2 separate regions of the Zea mays genome follow, and region 2 is linked to region 1. A link is a contact called in public Hi-C data. All regions are on one chromosome and are shown on one strand. Each heading gives the region's core, a stretch centred on a gene start, on an enhancer-like site or on the middle of the called end of the contact. The rest is flanking DNA. Distances are from core to core; before and after follow the strand shown. Region 1 holds the start of LOC100282629 (Signal peptide peptidase-like 4). Region 2 holds the start of LOC103626499.

Region 1 (5,230 bases), core at 1,205-3,704:
CTTTCAGTTCAGTTTAGTGTCTTTCAATACAGTTTGATGAGGCTGATAACTGAAAAAATAAACGTCTTTCAGTTCAGTTTGTATTGTGATGTCCACTTAAAACCTTCAAACATTTCCCTATATGACAGTCAATTAATTTCACTGTATGGTCGCCACTAACAAAATAAATGTCTTTCAGTTCAGTTTGTATAAAATGATCTTGTGGATGCAAGTGTTTTTCCATCTGAACTGAAAGCAATGGCAATAGTTGACCTAGGAGGTGGCAAAAGAGAGAAAACATGGCAAGCCAGCGATGCAGGGACTGTGATTCTGCCGTGCACACAGTAAGGTTTAAACAAATCATCAAAAAAAAAAGATGTGAATAGACTCACATGAGAGGGTATTGCACTTCTGTTAGTTGATGTGCATTGTGTTTTTGTGTAGGAATATTGGAGATGTGCCTTCAACACTCTACTCTCGATTGTCTCCAGATCAACAACTCACTGCAGAAACAAGATCCACCTCTTGATATCTGAAAGAAACGGTTCGAACACATATGACATGAACAATGATTCGACGATCCGCAAAGAGCAGATGCAGATAAATCTACAAATGGAGGGTGGACGAACGCACATATGACAGAGGAGGACACCAGCGCGGTTGAGGTGATTGGCGCGACTTGGACACCAGCGCCGGCAAGGGGACCCTAGCCACCGACGCGGCGGGGTGCCAGGAGCGCTCCTGCACCACGACTGCACAGATCTGAGAAGGGAGTACTACGACTGGCTTCATTCGCGAATCGAGTCGTCGTCCTGGTCGAGGCGTTCCCAGGAAGTCAGCGGCGAGATCCGCCATGAGCATGTGCACCTTGGTGCGGCTCAGGTTCGTTGTGCCCACTGGCCCCAACTCCTGCAACGTGTACCCAGCGTAGCTCCACGACACCACCTTGAAGATCCTGCTGCTAGTAGTGGTAGCGACGGTGGTGCTAGCGGTGGCAGTGGTTTGGGCAGAGGATTTCTAGAGCTGCTTAAGGCGACGAGGTAGGGAAGCAGCGAGGGACGCGGGCAGGGCGAGCACTCGGTGGGATCTAATTTGCAGGGAGGATCCGAGGGGAGGGGGATCGGTGGAGTGAGCGGGGGAACAGTGGTTTGTGCGTGCGCGGAGGGGGCCGAGCGAGGGCGATGGCGGCATAGACGTCCCGCAGCAGACACAAGCATGGCGGTCTAGAGCCTCGGTGGGGGAGATGGGGCGGGAGGGCACGCCCTAGCTTGTCCCCGACCACATCCTGGCATGGGTTGCAGATCCACCGCGTGCCGACGTTTGAGAGGGAGATAGGACTCCACAACGGCACGGTGATGGCGATGGTGTTTAAGAAGGAGAAGGGAGATATGACTCCTGCCCGCGATAGGGGGCGGCAGCAGTGGATCCGCGGGGTAGGGGGTGCGTGATTAGGGGAAGGGGAAGACGGATCGGTGGGACGGGAGGAAGGCAGAACCATGCACCGTGGATGCCTACACTCTATTCTTAAGAAGTAGTAGAGATTTTGATTTGTGATTTATATATTGTAGTTTTGTTTATTTTGGTATGTCAATTATGATAATTTGTACACTTAGCTACATATTTTTAATTATATTTTAAATTTAGTTAATTTTAAAATTATTTAATTTCTTAGGTATAAAATGTATCGTTCTAGGACCGACGGAGTAGTCGGTAAAAACAAGAGTCGAGAAAGACTGAGATGGGAGTGAACAAGAGGAATTTGATATTTCGCCACTTTACTTTAGCATCCATTTACATTGTGTTACTGACACCACAGTCATGACATAGTAAAAATTTGCCACCACTTCTAAGGTTATGTTTGGGGCAGTTCTAACTCCAGTAAATTTGGTGGAGTTGGTGAAACAGATTATTAGGTGCTCCAGAAAATAATGAAACTGGAGCTCTAAGCTTTTAGAAGACATTTAGACAAGTCATTTTATTTGTTATTTAAATTAAAAATATTTTTAAAATTAATTAAATTAATATTATAAACTATCTGGAGGCATTCAAACACCACCCTTAGTGCTCGTTCGCTTTGAGCTGATTGGACAGTTCGTAGCTGTATTCCAGGCGGAATGAACGAGTCTGGTTTGGAATCCGGTTCCACCTGCTAGAACTATTCGTTTTGATATTGGCCGAAAAGAAAACCGCTTGAATTCGAGCTAACCCTTTAATCTTTGGCCTGGAACAAACTCAGACAATCCACCTTTCGGATTGATTCCCAGCCAAGAAACAGACTAGTGACCATGATTAAGTGGCTGGATTGGTTACTGATCCGGTTTTGATTCACATCTGCCGAACGAGGCCTTAAGGTTTTATTTGGGTACTTTATTATTGATCAAAATTCATATGTATTATCGTGTTGAGGTGGATTAAAGTATAAATTAGTTTAAATTACATCCTATCTAAGTCAACATATGTGGACTGGGGTCAATAGTACCCAAACTCGTGACAAGCAGTTAATTTTTCGAGTGAACAAAGAGACGGGGGCACAGTAGTAGACCGCGGAATCCGATCTAACCCTAAACCCGAATCCCAAACGGAGGAGGGCACTCGGCGAGGCAGGTGGCGATTCTGCGATTCTCCTGTCACCTTCCGTCGTCTCCATCCCCTTCCATTTCCGGCGAGGGTCAAAGCAGGCCTCTTGCTCTTGGGGGTGGTTTGAGAGAGGGAGAGAACATGGCCGCGGCGGCGGTGTTGGTGGTGCTCACGGTGTCAGCGCTGGCGGGGGCAGCGGCCGGCGGTGATATCGTCCACCACGATGACGAGGCACCCAAGATCCCTGGATGCTCCAACGATTTTATCCTGGTAAGATCACAAAGTCTTAGCCTTTTCCCTAACCCTTAATTAAGCAGCTGCCCCCCCCCCCCCCCCCCCCCCCCCCAACACACACACAAATGTTTCTGTTTAGTACTGAAATCGATTCTCCATTTCTTTGTACTATTTGTCAAGGTAAAAGTGCAAAGCTGGGTCAATGGCAAAGAGGGTGGCGAGTTTGTTGGCGTCGGTGCTCGGTTTGGTCCAAAAATCGTCTCCAAGGAGAAGCACGCAAACCGAACTAAACTCACGCTGGCAGACCCTATGGACTGCTGCTCTCCTCCGAAACATAAGGTGGGTATTATCCAACTAGTGATGAAAGTGGGTAACCGAATTGTTAGGATAAATTTAATATTTTAAAATAGATATGTATGAAATTCGATATTGACCTTTTCCTATGTTATCAATCACATTACTACAAGAATAAAATTTTGCATAAAATTGTTTTATGCATTATTTACTCCCTACAACAACAAAAAAGTGTAAAAGTATATGTATCCGTATCCGAATTTTATATCTATCGTTTGAGAAGATATATAATAAATTTGAGATTTACCTTTTATGAATGTTTACAAGCTCAATGCTAAAAACAAGAATACAAATTTGTATAGCATATTATATATTCTATTTATTCACAATCAAAGAAAAAAGATCAAAACAATTGATATCCGAATAAGAATCTGTTTTCATCCCTATAATCTAACCGCAACTTAAGTTATTGCAGCCTATCTTCTAACCCCTAGTGGCTCTGTCCTCTAATTGTTTCATTCTCGTTCTAGGTTCCTGGAGATGTTCTTTTAGTTCAAAGGGGAAAGTGCAAATTCACAAAGAAAGCAAAGTTTGCTGAAGCTGCTGGTGCTTCTGCTATAGTAATCATAAACCATGTCCACGGTGCGTTTTGAGCGCTGTCTTGTTTCCCTATCTATAACTTGTGGCATTGCTTCTTGTAAAAATGTTATGTATTATCCTAGCCATGTTCCTCCAACAACACCTTGCATTACGTTTTTAGGATATTAAAATGATCAACTTGTATCAGTATTTGGTTTCACTAATTCTATCATGCATTTACTCTACAGAATTGTACAAGATGGTCTGCGAAAAGAATGAAACCGACCTTGACATAAATATACCTGCAGTTCTCCTACCAAAAGATGCAGGTTCTGCTTTACATACACTTCTTACAAATGGTAACACAGGTAAAATGTTAACTTACCGTTGTCACCAGCATTTTAATTTCCATTTGAAACATAAAGGTGTTAACACTTAACTGACCCTTCACCTTTATGTGGACTTGTCCTTTGTTCTATCTGAAATAGCTTACCATGTACTGACTTATCCTTGTCTCTTCCTTAGTTTCTGTGCAGCTTTACTCTCCAGATCGACCTGTAGTTGACACTGCAGAGGTGTTTCTATGGCTTATGGCTGTTGGCACAGTACTTGGTGCTTCCTACTGGTCAGCATGGAGTGCTAGAGAAGCAGTTATTGAACAAGAGAAGCTCCTCAAGGTTCTGATCTCTATGCCATGACACTTGCACTTATTGGTCGGTCCTCAAGCTCCAATATGGCTTCAACTAAAAATAATGTACTGACAAATGCACTTATTGTTAAGGATGGCCATGAAGACCTACTGAATGTTGAGGCCAGAGGTTCTAGTGGCATGGTAGATATCAATGTGGCATCAGCGATAATGTTTGTGGTGGTTGCGTCATGCTTCTTAATAATGCTTTACAAACTGATGTCTTACTGGTTTGTGGAGCTACTGGTGGTAATCTTCTGCATTGGCGGTGTAGAGGTGCATTTCTAACTATCAGTTTACTTTTAGAAACGTAATTCGAAATACATGTTATCATATTAGGTTCTCTTACTCTCTATTCCATGGTACAAGTACCTTGAAATGGCATAACGGGATGGTCTGCAGCTGGTCCACTGAACAAAACTGCATTGCTAATTGATTGCTAAGGGAACTGTTCTTGGAGTTAATCTTTTACTACTTTTCCTTTCTTGAGATGAAGCCTTTGTTTTTGTTTATGCAGGGTCTACAAACATGCTTGGTGGCTCTGTTATCAAGGTACAGTGGTGGTTTGTCTTGGGGATATGTTTAAGTGAACCATTCTGTTCAAGACCTGCTTAATTTGTTTCACTAAACAAATACTAATTCTGACTAAACTGTGGAACCTTTTCAGATGGTTTAAACCTGCTGCAGAATCTTTTGTGAAAGTACCGTTCCTTGGAGCCGTTTCGCATCTTACTCTGGCAGTTTGCCCATTTTGCGTTGCATTTGCTGTTGTGTGGGCTGTTTTTCGCCAGCTCCCCTTTGCTTGGATTGGGCAAGACATTCTGGTGAGTGTGACCATCTGTAGTATTCGATGCCTCCCATTTTAGCTGTGGCATCAAC
Region 2 (5,230 bases), core at 1,634-4,133, 480 kb before region 1:
TAGATGTATTACCTCGCTGATGAGTCCGGGGTGCACTTCGTTTGGCGGCCCAACCAAGATTCATCGGTACTCGCCATGTCGTGCGCGTTCGACGACTACTATATCAAGGACTATGGCGTCATCTTGGCGCCAGAGGTGACGCAGAGGAGAACCGACAACAATGACCACTCGTCATCGTCGGGGTAGCTTTTGTGTCGGCCTGCCTTTAATTTTATTCGCAAACACATACACTTGCTTTTTTTGATTAAGCAAGCGTGTATGGTGGTGCCTACCTGATGACTGATAATGTACGAGGGAACTTCTACCGGCAGGTGTGGCACGTGCTCTTCAATGATGAGACCATACAAATCGTGGCATATATCGAAGTCTGCATGATACTGATGGTTGTAATGTAGTAGTGAAACAGCTAAATTAAAATAACAAAATTTATGTATGGCTAGGATTACAAATGGATTATGAAACATTTTCTTATAACAATATAGACACATTTTGTATATAAGTTATTATGTTATTATATATCCCCGTTGCAACGCACGGGTACTCATCTAGTCTAGGGAAAAGAGGGCTACCGTACCGGGATAGTTGCCCCTTGTGCGACCAGGAGAGTGAAACGGTGCAGCACATCCTCACTAGCTGTGTCTTCGCCCGGCAATTCTGGTTTCACCTCTTTTCTTCTCTAGGGATGGGTCACCTCTCCCCTAGGGCTGAAGATGATTCGTTTGAGGAATGGTGGAGGAGGACCAGCAACCGCGTAAGGAAAGAACAGCGAAAAGGGATCAATAGTGCCATCATTTTGGGTGCTGGTGCCTATGGCTGCAGAGGAATAGAACTGTTTTTTTATGGGGATCTTCCCTCCATCCAGAAGGTACAGCAGCAGTTCAATGATGAACTTGCTTGCTGGATCATGGCTGGCGCCAAAGGTTTGGGTCAGCTTGGGCTAGATTGCTTCATGAGAAGTGTCGGATCGAGCCCTTTTGCTCTCCTGTAATCCTTTTCCTTTCTTCTCTTTTGTTTGTTTGTTTTCTTCTCTTTTTTTCTTTTCTTTTGTTTGGGTTGTGACCCCGTTGTATGGTTCTCTCTCTCTAATATAAAGATGCGCGGGTCTCCTGCGCGTTCTAGAAAAGATATTGTAGCATCCAAAGCAGCAAATAGATATCACATCTTGCATTCACCATAATGTGTCACGTTTTTCGTTCTTTCTTTTTGCCGAGAAGGCCATGCTCATGTCAGAGGTGACAAAGCACTTATTGTTTTATTGGTTTTGTTACTTTATACACCCTCCGTTCCAAATTGCAAAAACTATGTATCTATAAAAGCAGGAATGGCTTACATTTTGGAATGAAGAGAGTACTAACCTATCCAGCAATGTCTTATTACTTGGATGCACCTGACGCCTTGACAGTGTATGAAATGAAATCATTGCCAAACGTGCATTCCATTTTAGATTATTTTTTTCGTTGGATATTATTTTTGCTGGCGTCTCTTATAGTAAGAAAGAAGAGTGAAGGGAACAGATTTGCGATTTAACAGTGGGTCAGTAAATAGAGAGTATGGCGACATACATACCTTGCCTTTCCTCATGATGTACTTGACGGGCTGACCTTCGAGCATGCCGGTGGCGAGCAGCTCCCTGAGGTTGGTGGGAATCTTGTTTGTATTCTTATTCCCCTTGTTGCTGCTCCTGCTGGTACTTGTGGTGTTGGTTTTGGGCGAAGGGGAGGAGGCATTGCTGGCGGTGGTGGTGCCTGAGAGGTCGTCGTCGTTGCTGTCCTTGTCCTTGACCAGTAGTGATCTGGTGAAGCGCCTCAACGCTGGAACCGGCTTGCCATCCTCCTCTTCCGGCGGTTCCAGTTTTGGTTTGAGCGGTGCCGCATTGTCAGGAGAACGAGCGGCGGTAGGAAGGCGAGACTTGGGCTGGAGCATGGAGCGCGTGATGCGCCTGGGCGACGACTCCGGCGGAATGATGATGTTGGCGAGGTGTGCGGGATCCGCATCCGCGTCGGCATGGGGTTGCGGAGTCAAAGGCGTCGGCGGAGGGCTGGGCCCAGCAGCAGCCATCAAGGCGAGCACGGGGCCGACAGCGGCCCCGTCATGGTCTTCTCCGGGGGCAGGGGCATAGTCTGGTGGAGGGGGGAAGGGAGGGGGAGGGGGAGGATCTGGTGGGCGCGGGCGCTTGGCTTTTGGCTTTGTGTCGGGGGTTGAGGAGGAGGATGTCGAGACGGCGGCGCCGGCGACGGAGGGGGTCGAAGCGGCCGATGGGTTGAGGATGCGGGATGAGCGGCGGGTGCGGCCCAGGGGTGCGTATGAGGACGAAAGGACGGCCTGCGAGGCGATGGCGAAGGCGAATTCGCGCTTGAGGCCCGCGCGGACGCCGGAGCGCAGCACGAAGGATTCGCCGCCGCCGTCCGCCTCGTCCTCCATGGCTCGAATTCTTCCTTTCCCTGACCTTTCCTAGGAGCACGAGTAGTATGCCGTCATCCTCAACTCATTCCACGACGGCCTCCTCTGCTGCCGAGGAGTAACAATATGTGGAACTGAGATTGGACCGAGATGGAAGCTAGGGTTCGGCACGGCCAGAATCAAATCAAATCAAATAACCAATCGAAATTTCTCGATTTTCCGGAGCTGGGAATGGAATTGATGAGCTGCATCGACAGAACCAAGGTTCACGAACTAGATGACGGTGGATAAAGCCGTATCATCAATTTACTCATTTAATTTTGAGATATTTTATAAATTTTGAAGAAAAAAATGATGACAGTTTTTATACAAATACTATGGGCTACTTTAAGATTTTCACTAAAACTAAATTTGAAAATATGCAATAGAGTTTAAACTAAAAATGAAACAAGTTTCGAAAAAATAAAAAAAAATCCGACGATTTTGTTGATTAGTATTAATCGGTCCCGGATAGAGATAAAATGGGGGCTCTGATAGCTAGGTTTCACGGATTTTCTTCCTTTAAATTTTAAATCTTTTTAGCATTGGTAGTTTGGTACTACTACTTGTAATAATATTTAATATTATTACTATTTTTAGGGATGTTGGATCGGATCGATCCGGTTTAGAAATATAGGAACAATATATATCTCGAATTTAAGTCCAAGTATTGTAAGAAACAGTAAAATGGGTGTTGTTACACGTTTCAAGCAACACCTTCCAAGGAAGGGGAGCAGTGACATGTATGAGACAGGTGATGGCTCCTCCCAAGGGGATGTTCGTGCCATGTTTAGGAGAACACTTTCTAGAAAGGAGAAGACACTACATAAAAGCAAAGATCACGACACACCTGGGGAGCGTAGGACCACGTTCACGGGATGGGACATGACGGCCTACGGTAAGCATATTGTACCCCTGGTTATAGCAATGAAAGACAATATTCATCTTCACCCTTCTTCTGCATGTGAATTATTCGGTCGGTGAAGTGACTCGAAAATCGATGAGGTGGGTGTCCCAATGGGAGGAGCCTAAGTACTACCAAATGTTGGTGGGCTCGTGGAGTACACTTCTACGTGGATCTGGTAGACTTGGGCGAAGTAAAGGCGTAGTTGATGCGTGAGCAAAGTATTAGTATAATACGACACATGATCAGTGGAATGCACACCTGTGGAAATAATCTTCATCGGAAGATGTATTGTATCTTTGATGGTATTTGTGAACTATAAAACTATGACATGTAATGTATTTGAACCATGAAATTGTGCCATGTAATGCATTTTGGACCGCTAAATGTTGTTATTGGACTTAGGATAATGTAGCATCCCAAAATTTCAAATCTTGAAATTTTCTCGAACTCGCTCTAAATTCAAAATGAATTTCAAATTTCATTTCAGAATGTTTGTTTGCGAGTTGATATCAACAAATAAAATATAGTGGTCTATATTCTCTCCAAAATCCTCCTCAAATATCCTACAAATATTTCCCCAGTGATCCCCCCTCAAATTGTTTCGAGAAATACTACCCAGATATTTCCCCAGTGGCCCCCTCAAATTCTTTCCAGAAATACTGCCAGAATATTCCACCGATATATCTCCAAGTATTTTCTTCCTAAGAAATACCTTCAAAATCATTTTTCAAGTCCCTACAAATATTTTCTTCATAACTTTCCTCATGCTCATACGTATACGTATGCCTCCAGTGTCATACGATGAGCTCTACAAGCTAATTACACTCATATAAGACAAATCCATGCTAATCTCCCACTAATCCTCTCATCCTCCCACTAATCCTCTCATCCCTCCCCCTAATCCCCCCATCATGGCTATAAATAGAGGGGCAAGGGCCTCCTCTCATCCCACCCCAAGCCATTTCATGGCAACTCTCTTCCCCCCCCCCCCCCCCCCCACACACACCCACTCCATGTTCCACACAAGCACACACTAGCACAAGGATCGTTCGGTCGTTCTTCGATCGTTCGTCCCCCTGTTCTTAGTTTGTTCGTTCGTTCGTCCGATCGTTCATGGTTCGTTCGTTCGATCGTTCGATCGTTCATCCGTTCGTTCGTCCAAATAATCTTTTTCCTGTCGTTATGCTGCCGAAAGTCCGATCGTTCGATCATTCGATCGTTCATCGTTCGTTCATAGTTCCTATTCATCGTTCTTCCAGATAATCTTTGTCCTGCCGTTATGCTGCTGAAATTCCGATCGTTCGTTCGTCCGATCATTCGATCGTTCGTCCGTTTGTTCATAGTTCCTATTCATCGTTCATCGTCACTATTCATCGTTCATCGTTCGTTCATACGAACTATTCACTATCACTATTTACCATTACTATTCATCGTTACTATTCACGTTACTATTCAGCATCGTTACTATTCGTCTTTACTATTCATCGATGATATCTATGGCAGTCTTTTCGTCGTCACTATTCATCGATCATCCGATCACCCCAAATTTCAACTACTCATCTGTCATATTGTCCAGTCCACCTAAGACCAGCCAGACCAATATTTCAGTCATACGAACTCTGGTGACTGTGATTTTCCTTCCAGTGGGAACTTCCCATCTGGTCACCCATCCCAGGTTTCTCCAAGTTGAGCACGCTTAGCTTTGAGATTCCTTCGAACCAGGCTTCCAAACTCAGATTCCAATAATTCTCGTTTCTAAATTCTTATCAAACTATTCCCTATCCAACCATGTCATCCCTTAAGCATGGTTCATATTCCAGAAAACTCCTAAAATACTCTTATCCCATATTCTGCCTATAATCTCCATGTTCAGACTAAGTCAAT

The links. Hi-C and Micro-C count contacts between places; a contact is called where the count stands out from the background.
Region 2: a contact with region 1 is called in a Hi-C map of leaf, with 4 times the contacts expected there. The contact joins the promoter of LOC103626499 here to the promoter of LOC100282629 in region 1. A contact is called at or near these places in 4 of 25 Hi-C or Micro-C datasets (bundle sheath, endosperm, leaf and 1 more).

What each region holds. Positions count from the first base shown.
Region 1 is chr5:67,425,849-67,431,078 of Zm-B73-REFERENCE-NAM-5.0, reverse strand. It overlaps LOC100282629 (Signal peptide peptidase-like 4), which reads left to right and starts at 2,454. Exons shown (of 14, transcript NM_001155537.2): 1 at 2,454-2,826; 2 at 2,971-3,129; 3 at 3,615-3,726; 4 at 3,912-4,031; 5 at 4,189-4,340; 6 at 4,445-4,627; 7 at 4,869-4,903; 8 at 5,019-5,175. The coding sequence starts at 2,698.
Region 2 is chr5:67,909,230-67,914,459 of Zm-B73-REFERENCE-NAM-5.0, reverse strand. LOC103626499 reads right to left here and starts at 2,883. Exons shown (of 18, transcript XM_008646912.3): 1 at 1,567-2,883. The coding sequence starts at 2,421.